4 separate regions of the Mus musculus genome follow, and all the other regions are linked to region 4. Evidence: chromatin contacts called from public HiChIP or PLAC-seq and promoter capture Hi-C data. All regions are on one chromosome and are shown on one strand. Each heading gives the region's core, a stretch centred on a gene start, on an enhancer-like site or on the middle of the called end of the contact. The rest is flanking DNA. Distances are from core to core; before and after follow the strand shown. Region 1 overlaps Patj (PATJ, crumbs cell polarity complex component). Region 2 holds the start of Kank4 (KN motif and ankyrin repeat domains 4). Region 3 overlaps Nfia (nuclear factor I/A). Region 4 holds the start of Tm2d1 (TM2 domain containing 1).

Evidence for each region. Promoter capture Hi-C pulls out the DNA fragments that hold promoters and counts their contacts. HiChIP or PLAC-seq counts read pairs in DNA pulled down with a chosen protein or histone mark.
Region 1: an H3K4me3 HiChIP or PLAC-seq map of embryonic limb bud shows a contact between it and region 4, with 2.6 times the contacts expected there. The contact joins the enhancer-like site here to the promoter of Tm2d1 in region 4. A contact is called at or near these places in 2 of 39 promoter capture datasets (frontonasal cranial neural crest and trophoblast stem cells), 1 of 484 Hi-C or Micro-C datasets (extraembryonic endoderm stem cells) and 3 of 115 datasets of contacts at active chromatin or transcription factors (embryonic limb bud, embryonic stem cells and stem cell-derived neural progenitor cells).
Region 2: a promoter capture Hi-C map of embryonic stem cells shows a contact between it and region 4. The contact joins the promoter of Kank4 here to the promoter of Tm2d1 in region 4. A contact is called at or near these places in 4 of 39 promoter capture datasets (the SN4741 cell line, embryonic stem cells and hippocampal neurons).
Region 3: a promoter capture Hi-C map of the 3T3-L1 cell line shows a contact between it and region 4, with 4 times the contacts expected there. The contact joins the enhancer-like site here to the promoter of Tm2d1 in region 4. A contact is called at or near these places in 5 of 39 promoter capture datasets (the 3T3-L1 cell line, 3T3-L1-derived adipocytes, frontonasal cranial neural crest and 2 more), 1 of 115 datasets of contacts at active chromatin or transcription factors (craniofacial prominence) and 1 of 9 other capture datasets (adipose tissue).

The regions. Positions count from the first base shown.
Region 1 is chr4:98,675,952-98,678,793 of GRCm38.p6, forward strand. It overlaps Patj (PATJ, crumbs cell polarity complex component), which reads left to right. Exons shown (of 44, transcript NM_172696.2): 37 at 222-369; 38 at 1,290-1,376. Among named protein-coding and RNA genes, the nearest start is that of Gm35137, 22 kb to the right of the region's middle. Within about 2 kb of position 1,425, at least 17 of the 459 cell types and tissues checked have an H3K27ac peak or open chromatin away from gene starts, as enhancers often do. A contact at or near this core is called in embryonic limb bud, where this site is marked.
Region 2 is chr4:98,815,956-98,818,812 of GRCm38.p6, forward strand. It overlaps Kank4 (KN motif and ankyrin repeat domains 4), which reads right to left and starts at 1,582. Exons shown (of 10, transcript NM_172872.3): 1 at 1,471-1,582. I0C0044D17Rik (RIKEN cDNA I0C0044D17 gene) reads right to left here. Exons shown (of 3, transcript NR_151512.1): 3 at 2,520-2,857.
Region 3 is chr4:97,972,855-97,975,640 of GRCm38.p6, forward strand. All of the region lies in intron 3 of Nfia (nuclear factor I/A), which reads left to right. Among named protein-coding and RNA genes, the nearest start is that of Gm40208, 36 kb to the left of the region's middle. Within about 2 kb of position 1,392, at least 26 of the 459 cell types and tissues checked have an H3K27ac peak or open chromatin away from gene starts, as enhancers often do. A contact at or near this core is called in adipose tissue, where this site is marked.
Region 4 is chr4:98,381,829-98,384,528 of GRCm38.p6, forward strand. It overlaps Tm2d1 (TM2 domain containing 1), which reads right to left and starts at 1,437. Exons shown (of 7, transcript NM_053157.2): 1 at 1,242-1,437. The coding sequence starts at 1,408.

The DNA of each region.
Region 1 (2,842 bases), core at 175-2,674, 290 kb after region 4:
ACAGTAGGCAAAGATAGATGTACAATACATAGCACAAATGGGCATAATCTAAGCATAAAGTTTATTATTTAGAAAGTTAGTGGATGGCAGTGGACTTGATGGATTGGTTTTAGAACTTCTGAGTTCTAGTTCTTAGATCTTTAGTCTTTATAAAGAATGTCCAGTTTTAATTCATAACTACCTCGCTGTGCCAATCCCACAATGCTTGGTGATGTTAACAGGAGTGGAAGTGGAGTGTTTATTTCTGACATTGTGAAAGGCGGGGCCGCAGACCTCGATGGGAGGTTAATTCGAGGAGACCAGATCTTGTCTGTGAATGGAGAGGACATGAGACACGCCTCACAGGAGACAGTGGCCACCATCCTGAAGGTGAGTCCCTAAGCGGCTTCCCACCTAGCCATGATGATCAATGCTCACAAAGTTGTCCCAGTGCGCCTGACCTTAGTTGGATGTTTTTGCTATGTTCTTACAAAAATATAACGTGTGATTGTTCCAAATGTCCAAGAACAGATTTAAAGGAACGCTATCGTGATGGCTAAGCAGACAGAGGAAGCTGCCTGGAGATTTGAGGCAGTTGCTCGTGTTAGTGAGCGCTCTAACTGCCAGACTTGTTGGTAATCCAGCCTATTGGACAGTGTGCGCTCTCCTAGAGCAGGGAGTCCATCCCCTCTCCTCGGTATCAATCAACCGCAACTTAGTGATGGAGGGAATGCTAAAGCTCAGCTAGACTGGTTATTGAAAGCAGAGTCACTAAGCTCTGCTGGGGCAGGTTGCTCCCACCCTGGGCTCTGGTGAGCTTGGGGAAGCCTGCAGCTCAGACTTCTCAGCTGAGGGGCTCTGCCTCCTGGAACTCCTTCCTCTCTGGTTGCAACCAGTGGATCTTCAAGCAACTGTGGAAGTTTGTGCACACAGAGGGTTTGTTTAATAATCGTGTTCCTGGTACAGCTCTCAGTCACTCTTCAAGGGGCCTGGATTTGTGAACTGTCTCTTGTTGGGTTTCCCTCTCTGCTGTTTCCCACTTCCGGACTGTTGCGTTCTTTATGATCACTTTCGTCAGACGGAAGGGAGATGGAAGGGGAGAAAGGCACACTGATATCAAATCCATTTAGTGCACTTGAAGGTGCTGCGTTGCTGTTTTGTCTGGGGTTTGGATGACTGGATCTCCTTTTGCCTGGTGACCTGGTTATCCTCTGGTAAACCTCTGCTGCAGAGATGGCTGAAGGCCTGCACTAGTGTTTTAGATCATAAATGCTGCCACATCGCACTTCTGATTTTCTTGCCTTCCCAAGTGTGTCCAGGGCCTTGTCCAGCTGGAGATTGGGAGACTCCGCGCCGGTTCCTGGGCCGCCTCTCGGAAGACCTCGCAGAACAGCCAGGTTGTTGACTCTCTCACCCTTATGTGCCTCCTGGGGGAAAGTTTCCATTTCATACACGGTTATTTAGAAATGATATCTTCCGTGCTGCATGTTCACAACACCAGCTTCAGTGTGCTTTCATGTGTGTGAAATAAAAATGGAAGGTGGGGTGGAAATTCATTAAGAAATTTTTCTCTCCTTTATTGCCTGTGTTTTCTTAGAACTGTTTTTTTCTCTCGGTGTTCAATATTGCCTGTGCGCACGTGTACACGGCTGTGTTTATTTTAGAGAAGGAAAAAAAAAAAAAAAAGAGGTAACATCTGGTGGCAATTTGACCTCATTAGCACAACGTTGTTCTGTGCATCCAGTTAAACACTGCTATAAAGTTAAGTTGTGAATCGCCACTCACACACGCTGAGGGCAGTTAACGGTGCACTCCTCAGAGAGCCAAGTCTGGGGGTTTCTCTCCTGGTGGGGAGGTATTAGTGGGTGACATTTTGCAAGTTAGCAAATATATTTATTTGCAAGACTGATGTCAGTACCACCTTTTTAATGAAGTATTTTCACGGTAATTTGTGTGCATGTGTTATAATGGCTGACACACTTGGTGACTGCTCTTAGTCCCACTTGGCACATGATTCAGCTGTAGACATTTACATGCGACCCCCTAGCCTTTTTGTTTTTGAGGTTAAAATGTGCCTTTTAGTTCTCTCCTAGTTACATCGTAGCTGTACCCTCCCCACAGCCTAAGGTGTCTTGGATTTGTGGTTGGCATCACTGCTCCTGCAGAGCCCTTAGCTGCAGCTTTGTCTTATTAGTATGAGAAAATGGACAACAAAAGATAGCATGGAGGGCCAGTGAGTCGGTGCTTAAATGCACTCGCTACCAAACCTGATGACCTGACTTTAATCCCTGGAGTTCTTATGGAAGAAGAGGACTGACTCCCAAAAGTTTTTCTCTGACCTCTGTACTCTATGTTATCTGTGTGTCATAGTATGTTGTCACTTACTATGGCATGTGCTTCTACACACACACATGCATGTACACACAAACATAATAAAAGAATTTTAAATCTATGTCATTGATCAAACAGGATCACAGACTAGCTGCTTTAACTTGAGGAATCTTCAAAATGGCATGTGGGGAGATGGTCCAAGGTTTAATTAAGAGCACTTGCTGGTCTTCCAAAAGGACCCAGGTTCAGTCTCCAGAACCTACATAGTGGCTCATAACTGTCTCACTCCTGTTCTAGGGAGTTTGACACCTATACTCATACAGATATGCACACATACATGTAAATACAATTTCAAAAAGAAAGAAGAATGTTCAAAACAATCAAACCTAATCCACACTGTGAAATACCGATTCTCCACTCCACCCCTGGCTTCTGTAATTAGCAGATAACATAGACACACCAGTGAATAGTCAGGATTCAGTGGAGACGTAAGTTGACAGTAGGAGCTGCAATCAGCAGTCTCAGGCAAACC
Region 2 (2,857 bases), core at 332-2,831, 430 kb after region 4:
AAGGAAGACACACACTGATTAGCCCAGTCAGTGGAATGCAGAGCTAAGGGCCATGCCTATAGGGCTTTTGGTTCTCCTCTGCAAACAAAGGCTTTCAGTTCCTGCACAGGACTTGCTGCTGGGCAGGGTCCTCTCATAGGCTGCTTCCATCTGAAAGTCAATCCACCATCTAACCAGTTAGCTTTCAGCCTTCATTCTGACGCTCAGCCCATCCCCAGTTCTCAGGGAACCCAAGTTTAGAATCAGAGAACGCAGCAGAATTCTACACCAGAGTGATGTGATTCACTCCGTCTTGGTCATTGGACAGCAAGCTTCCTGAAGCCAGTGCACGGTTCTGTTTACCTTTGTATCTGAAAACCTTGCCTGATATCTGGTTCTGAACTTTTTTTGTGTGTGCTTTTTCTCTGGCTTTTACATCATTCCTACAACACACTGTCCCTGAGACACATCACGCCTCCTTGAGGTAGGAGGCTGGACTTTAAGGGCAATGCCAAAGTGGACCCCACTTCTGCTTCCTTGGGAAGCAACATGCTTTTCTGTGCCCTGTCTTGAGAAGCTAAGGAGCCCAATTTGGTTTACTCAGGTAGGTCCTCCGGGATTGCACTTTAAACTAGAGATGCCTTCTCTCTTGGCTGTAACCCCATCACTGGCTGCAGGTGATTCTCCCCTGGTCCTGTTTGCATAAGACTTTGCACAAGCCTCAGAGGACATCCTTGAAATGGAATAGCCTCTTTCTCCTGGAAAATGCCCACCCTGGTCTTACAAGTCTGTATCCCAGGATGCTTGGGAAGTAGTAGTCTGGTTTTCTGCAGCCCAGGGTAGCACGATGAGAGTAGGTTCCAGCCAAGCGTAGAATGCATGGACTTTTCAGCTCCTGTCTGTAACTGGTCAGTCTGCAGCGACAAAGTTCTGGGGTCAAAGATTTGACCTTAAAGAAGATGGGGAGGGGAGGAGAGCTAACCAAGAGGCACATGGGCTTGGCAAAGTATCCTCAGCCAGCGCCTAGCACACAGATGCAGGGCAGCCCTCCTCCCTCTGCCCAAGGTCGCATCCCATCATAGCTCTAGAAACTTCACCTAGGAGGAGGGAGGTGCGGGCTGGGGAACAGGCGCGATGTTTTGCAAAATGAAAGAGACTCGGCGATATTTAAGGTAGTCCTGTAAGCCAGCCGGGAGGCGCCCCCAGTCCCGTAAGCTGCATCCAGGACCGCAGCGTCCGTCTGAGGACAGCTGCGAGGGTCTGCACCACCTGAGTCTCAAGGACGACGAGATCCCCCTTCTACGGTCTCCCTAGTACCCAGAGCTGGAAAGCAAGAGCGGGTACCCTCCTTCCCCGACCCTCCGGACTCCCGGCTCAGGCTGCCGCAGCCTCTGCAGGGACGCGGCGCTAGCAGGGGTCGCGGAGCGCAGCGGGCGCAGCCTGGGTCGCGCGGGGCGTGTGTCCGGGGCGAGAGGACGCCAGACCACTTACCTTGGGGAACCGCGGGGTTCTGGCAGGAAGCGACCGCTGTGCAGGAGCAACGCGAGCTCCCACCCGGCTTCGGGGTGCACGCAGCTGCAGCTGCACGGTCTTCAGTGGCACGATCCTCCTTCCTCTGCACCGTCCGCGTCCGGCACGCACCGCGCGCCGCCGCACCCTGCTGTCCCGGGCGCGCACACCCTCCGGGCGCCCTCAGGTCGCCGGGCTGGGCCTGGAGCCGGGACGCACTAGCTGTGGGCACACCTACCGCGCCAGCTGCGGGACTGGGAGCGCAGGAGCCGGATCCTCGCCGCCGCCACCCGAGTCCCCGCCTTCCTGACGCGGCGCGGGCTTTGGTGTATAGGAAGGGGCAGAATTGCGACACCGAGGGGAGGGTCTTAGCCTTGGACAGAGTTAAGAAGAAAAACTTTTGGAAAAGAAACCAGAAAAGTCTCAGCCTGTGTAAGGCGCTTTCCAGATTTCCCCAGGGCTCCCCCGTGCGTTTTTCTAAGTTTGTCTAGACTCTGGAGTCTAGACGTTTCCGTCCCCACCATGGTGGAGAAACAGTATCAGACAGGGTAAGGGTAATAACTGCCCAAATCAGAACACGAACCAAGGCCTGACAACTGAGATCCTGTGAGCAGTGGGGTCCTAGCCCCAGTGTGGGGGTGTGAGAGTCGTTCACAACAGGACTTAGATGTCTCCTAAGCCATTTCCCTTCCAATTTCCTTCCAAATCCATGTTTCAGCTCCACATAAAAATCCGTCTTCTCTTCATACACCCATCTCCACAGCAGCTTTGTACCAATTAAAAGTTACTAAGCTTGAATGGACAGATAGCTAAGGACCACTTGGGCCAACACCTGGAAAGAGAAGTGGAGTGGTTTCTCCTAACCCCTCACAGAGAGGACCAACAGAAGGGGGAGGGAAGGAGATGGCAGCTGGCAGGTATCCAGAGTCCAGCTGTGACCTCCCCTGGCCCACCTTCCTAGAATCCATGCCCAGAAAGCAGCCCAAGGAGTTTTATTTTTGACATCGTGACCCAGATGGGACAGATAATTTGAATCAAGAGACATTTAATTTCCGTTTCGACAGAAACATAGTTATTAGGATGACTTCATTTCCACGAAGCTTTCATGATAGCAGTAACAAATGGGAATGATGGCCTCAGTGCTGGAGCCCAAATAGGAGTTGGGGGAGGGTCTGTGGCCCAAGGGAGAGCAGCCTCAGACTCTGCCTACTAAGGCCTGCTGGGTTATCCTCATCCGGTGAAAGGAAGGAATATGACAGGAGCGGCTCATTTTCCCAGAGAAGCCAGAAACCCAGACATTTAAGTGAGGTCTCTATTTTTTCCGACACCTCATTTTTAAAATGCCGCTCTTGCAGAGGACCCAGGTTTG
Region 3 (2,786 bases), core at 142-2,641, 410 kb before region 4:
AACCCATTTGTGCCCCAGTTATAGCCTCTTCTTGTCATTCAGTCACAACATTGGTAGAAAGGGCCTTAGATCAGGAGTCTGAAACCTGGCCTTCATGCCTGGGTCAGCCACATCTAGCTATGATACTGGGGAAGCAAATTGTCTTTTCTAATCCATGGTGACTCTTCCATAGTTGTAGACAGAAAAACGGTGCCAATCACATAGCTGTCAAGCATTCTAAATTTAATAACACCAAAAAAAGTTTCCAGCATATAGCTAGTGCTTAAAAACAATAAATAATTACAAAAAAAGAGAAGAAGAAACAGCTGGGGCTTTGGAGATGCCTTATTCCATACTTAAGCATGGGGAACTCAGGTTGCACCCCAAGCTCCCACCTAAAGGACAGGTTTAATGATGCATGACTGTAGCTCCAGCGCTCTAGTCTCTGGAAGCTACTGAACAGCTGCTCTAACCAAATTAGTGAGCTCCAGGAATGGTGAGAGCATGTGTCTCCAAAAATAAGGTGAACAGTCATGCATGTGAGCCTGTGTGCATACATATACCATGCGCATATACATGTACATACATGCAAATGGACATATTTTGATACCTAAGTACCATCTGAAATAAATTAATTTTAATTATTGACTTGAAGGTTCTTTTTGCCATCTCTCGAAGATAATTTTTAATCCCTGGAGCCTACCAGATGGAAGGAGAGAACCAGTTTGCCAAAGTTGTCCTCTGACCTCCACAAGTGCACCATACCATGCACCCCTGTGCTCTCCTGGACACATGTATAACTAAATGTAATAATAAAGTGACGTAATTATCCATCCTGTTGTTAGGATGGCAGAGCACTCTGCACTGCTTAGCATTTGCTCCATGGCAGCCAGTAAGCTTGTAGAAGCTCACAGGCAGTGGTTCTTTTTGACTTAGTGTAGCTGCTAAAGCCTCTCTCAATTGTTGATGCTATAAAAACTAAAGAGTCTAATGTTTCCTCAAGTCACTGTAGTGACAGTGACAGTGGTCTTGATCTTCACACTGGTTCATATTTTTACCTCCCTTTCCCATCTTTTGAACTTTCTTTTGATGTTTGTGAAGACTCACATGTCTGAAAACTTAGTCTATCTTCAAATATGAGACAAGAATGTTAACCAATGTTTGCCAAAAAAAAAAAAGTCACTACCTCTTTAAATTTTTTACTTAATTTAATCTCGGTGCCTCTAAAAGAAAAGCTTTCACTTAAAGTCCAGCCTTTCAGAAAAGCATTCTTGTTCATGGGAAATCTTAATGGAGAAAACTGTAGATAATGAATTTAAGGAAAATATCTGGCAACACAGGCTTATGCAAGTCTGAAGTGCCTGGTGAAATCTCAGACAGTCCAAATGGAAAATTACTCAGCCTGTTTCCTCAAGATAGACTTGTTTGTACAGCGACTCAAAGTTTAGGTGGCAGAACGGTAGATACACATGCTGTTCTTATGAGCTGTGTTTTTAACCTCCTCTTAGTTTGGAACGTAAGCTGGTTAATGTCTTCATTTGTGCTTCCTGGATTATGAGAATGGTGCAGTTCTATTGGACTCAGAAAGTCGAGAGCCTCCCCGAAGAATCTCTCTTACCCCTTAGACTTTAAGTATTGCCTCATAGGAAGAGTGCTCTTAAAGAAAATATTGAGTCTCGTCCTTTTAAGATCAAAGCTTTCAAACATTTTAGGATTCCCATGTAGCTCCAAACTGAGCAGAGTACACATCAGGTCTCTGAGGCTGCAAAACCCTCTGGTCTGAAGAAGCAAAAAGCAAATGAATTAAGAATAGGAGTTCATACATTGCAGGGAGGCTGCGGATATAGCTCAGTGGAAGAGTGCTTACTTAAATGTTTTTGGTCTTGGGCTCAGTCTCCAGCAACACACACACACGTGCATGTGGGCACATACACACATGCACACACCTACCTACCTACCTTTATTTCCACAGTTGTGAACCCACTTACTGATGAGATACAATTCATCCTTAAGACCATATTTTATATACTGTGGACAATAGCCATAATATATACAATTTATGTTGTACTTTTGGTTTCCCCTGAGTATAACAAGTTAATATTCAAACATGCTACTTAAAATAGATAAGATTTATATTGTAATTTTGTGTTCTTCTGAGGATAACAAGTTGATATTTAAACATACTACATCACTTATGTGTAAGAATTAACCGTATGTAATTTTTTAAAATTGACACAAGTCTGAAAGTTTTAAGAACATGGCCATTTACAAATTAGATTCCAAAAGTACTCATTGATTAATAAGAATAATAGAAAATGCCTTAAAACTTGACCATTTCTGAATGTATACTGTCAGAGAGTCATTGAATCCATTAAGACTATTTTGTATAATGAGCAATCCAGTGCTTTCTCATGAAGGTGTATTACTAAAATAGCTTTTCTAATCAATCTTACATACACACAGAAGATAGAACACATACAATATATATGTATATACATATATCTTGCATATTCTAAATATATGTATATGCTCCAATCTTCACTTTTGCAAAGATCAGTGGCTCACAAATCTATGTAGAGTAAAATGGGAAACGAGGTAAAACAAAAATTGACAAACTAATTTAAGTAGATGAGTAAAATCAGAGAAGGCGCTGGAACAAAAACCTCTGCTATGTAGTACATGATTAATTACATTAAGCTATACGTTTGGTTCTGAATTTCCTGGCAGCCAAAGGAAAAAGAGAAACATACATGATTAATTATGTGCTTCTATTACCCGTGAGAAAATAAACACCAGTACATCAGGGA
Region 4 (2,700 bases), core at 187-2,686:
CTCTCTCTCTCTCTCTCTCTAAGTCAGGGTTTCTCTGTTTCTCCTGGCTGTCCTGGAACTCACTCTGTAGACCAGGCTGGCCTCAAACTCAGAAATCTGCCTGCCTCTGCCTCCCGAGTGCTGGGATTAAAGGCTTGGGCCACCACTGCCTGGCAGATTCTCTTAATTGTAAGATTTTTCTTAAGACTCTTTCTTGCTTCTGCAGGTTTGAGGATCTGTACACAAATGTCTGAGGCACTGTGTCAGTACCCAAAGTTTTGTTCAAACATAGTTTTTTGAGTATAACACGAATTTCACCTTGTTGCTCTGCGGTGCGCTAATGTAATAAGACAGTTCACCCATTCCTAAATCAGATTTCTCATCTGTAAATAAACACCCAACGAAACTGTTGTGGTAATTAAATTAGCATAAATGCTCCCTTAAGTTGGTAGTCACTGGTATAAGTATGTTTTAGACTTAAATTATTTGCTCATTCAAAAGCCCCCACCCCTAACTATGGCCAGTTGATGGCTGCTAAGTTAGAGAGTCATAGGTTTAAGTCCCAGGTAAGGCAACCATGCTTCAGCGAATAGCCCCATACCACTGTAGATATGAACAGCACATATCTGACTCCCTGTGTTAGTTTTCTTTTTTTTTTTTAAGTGTGTGTGGTAGGGGTCGAGGTTAAGGGGGAGTGGGAGGGAAGACAATGTAGAAGGAGTTTGAGGTTGAATATGATCAAAATCCACTGGGTGAAATTCTCACAAAGAACTAATACAAATATTACATTTTAAAACATCCAAGAGGATCTCTAATTTTAAAACATAATAATAAGTTGTCTAAAATCACAAAGTGAAGCCATCTGAGGATGGCTGTAGGTGATATATGTTACGTTAATGACAAGTGAGACACATGCATTGGTTCACTAGTAATTACTTGTCTCCCTCAACACCTGCAAACTTTCAGGAACGCGTCGAACAATTTTCGCATCTTTTGTGTCTGGGACACAACCTAGATGTGTGTGTGTGTGTGTGTGTGTGTGAGTAAGTGGGCAAGCCGGTAAAATCCATGGTCAATCGGAGAAGGAAGTGCCAACCACTGATCGGTCCAGGGAAAGCCCACGGTGCTCGCCCTTCGTCCCCACAGCCCTCCTCACCTCCCGGGGTCCAATGGTCACTAGAGCCACAGCGGAGGCCACGGTCCCCATCCCACAGCCCGGGGTCCAGCTGACCGCCTGAGAACGGCGGCTTTCCGGAGGATATTGTCCCACCCTGAGGTCCTCACACTTGGGTGTCTCCTCGCCCCCGACAGCGCCAGAGGCAGCAGCCCCACAGTGTCCCGCGGCGACCGTCACGAGCCACAGGGTGCGGAGAAGGCCCGGAGGCCCCGCCGCTGGGGAAGCCCGACCCGCGGGCCAGGCGGCCGCCATGTTGGGCACCGCGTCCTCGCGCTTCCGGTTCCGCCTCCTAGAGAAGGAAGGGCCTTAAAGGGGCCTGGCAACCGTGGCGCAGCTTAGGGCTTCTAAAGGCTACTCCCTAGGATAACTTGGCACAGCTACATCAGCGAGGTTTTCGAGGGTTGTTGTTGTTGTTGTTTAAATATGTTCGCTTGTTATCTTTGAGCAGGGACCATCTTAATCTCTGTATCGTTCCAATTTTAGTATATGTACTGCCAAAGCAAGCATGGAAACTTTAATAATAATAATAATAATAATAATAATAATAATAAAAACATGCCCATGTCCCAGGGAGACTGCTCAGAGTGTAAAGGCACTTGTTCCGGAGCCTGAAAATTATTTAAATTCAATCCCTGGAACCCACATGATGGAAAAAAAAAAACGGATTTTCACATACACACACACTTTTTAAAAAACTGAATAATTATATAAAAAAATACACGTTTGGGAGTCTTCTCTAGTAGCTTCCCTGAGAACCCTCACAAGGAGACAGAAACTGCTCCTTCTGATGAGCCCCAGCTCCTGGTGGGCACCAGTGTTGATCCTGGAGGCTCTAAAGGATGAGGGTTTCCCTAGGGTTGGAAGAATTTAGATTTAGACTATCTAGAAGTGACCCAAGTGCAATTCTAGATTGCTGTAGACATTATATAGTGGACAAGTGTTCGAGGACAGAATATTGGGCTGAAGAGATGGCTTAGGAGTTGAGAACACTTGCTGGTCTTACAGAGAACCAGGTTAGGTTCCTAGCACCCATGTATTGGCTAAAGCCCTGTAATTCCAGTTCCAGATTGAAGGTCCCCTTCTAGCCTTCTCAAGCTCTATGCACATATTTGGCTCCATGGGTAAAATCCTTTGTTGCTCTGCCTGACAAATGAATTCAATCCCTGGGACCCACAAGGTGGAAATAGCAGACAAAACACTCACATGCATAAAATAAAAATAAATATTGAAAAAGACAGAATATCAGTTATACATCTTACACAATGATAAAAGAACCTTTCCACTTAACTACTACTTGGACTCAGAATGTTCTAGTGATTTTTTAAAATACAACATAAACCCAAAGGACTAAAGGAAGCAATTCTGTGCCTCAGGATTATTGAAATTATGATAGAATTAGATGGTTTCCTGCTGAGTGCAAGAATACTGCTGATCTGTGTATCAATTTTAATACAGATTTAAAACAATTACTTAGAACTGCTGATGCTTTGCTGATTAATCCCATTACTGGATCTATTTTATGGCTTTAGTGATTATCTTTATTC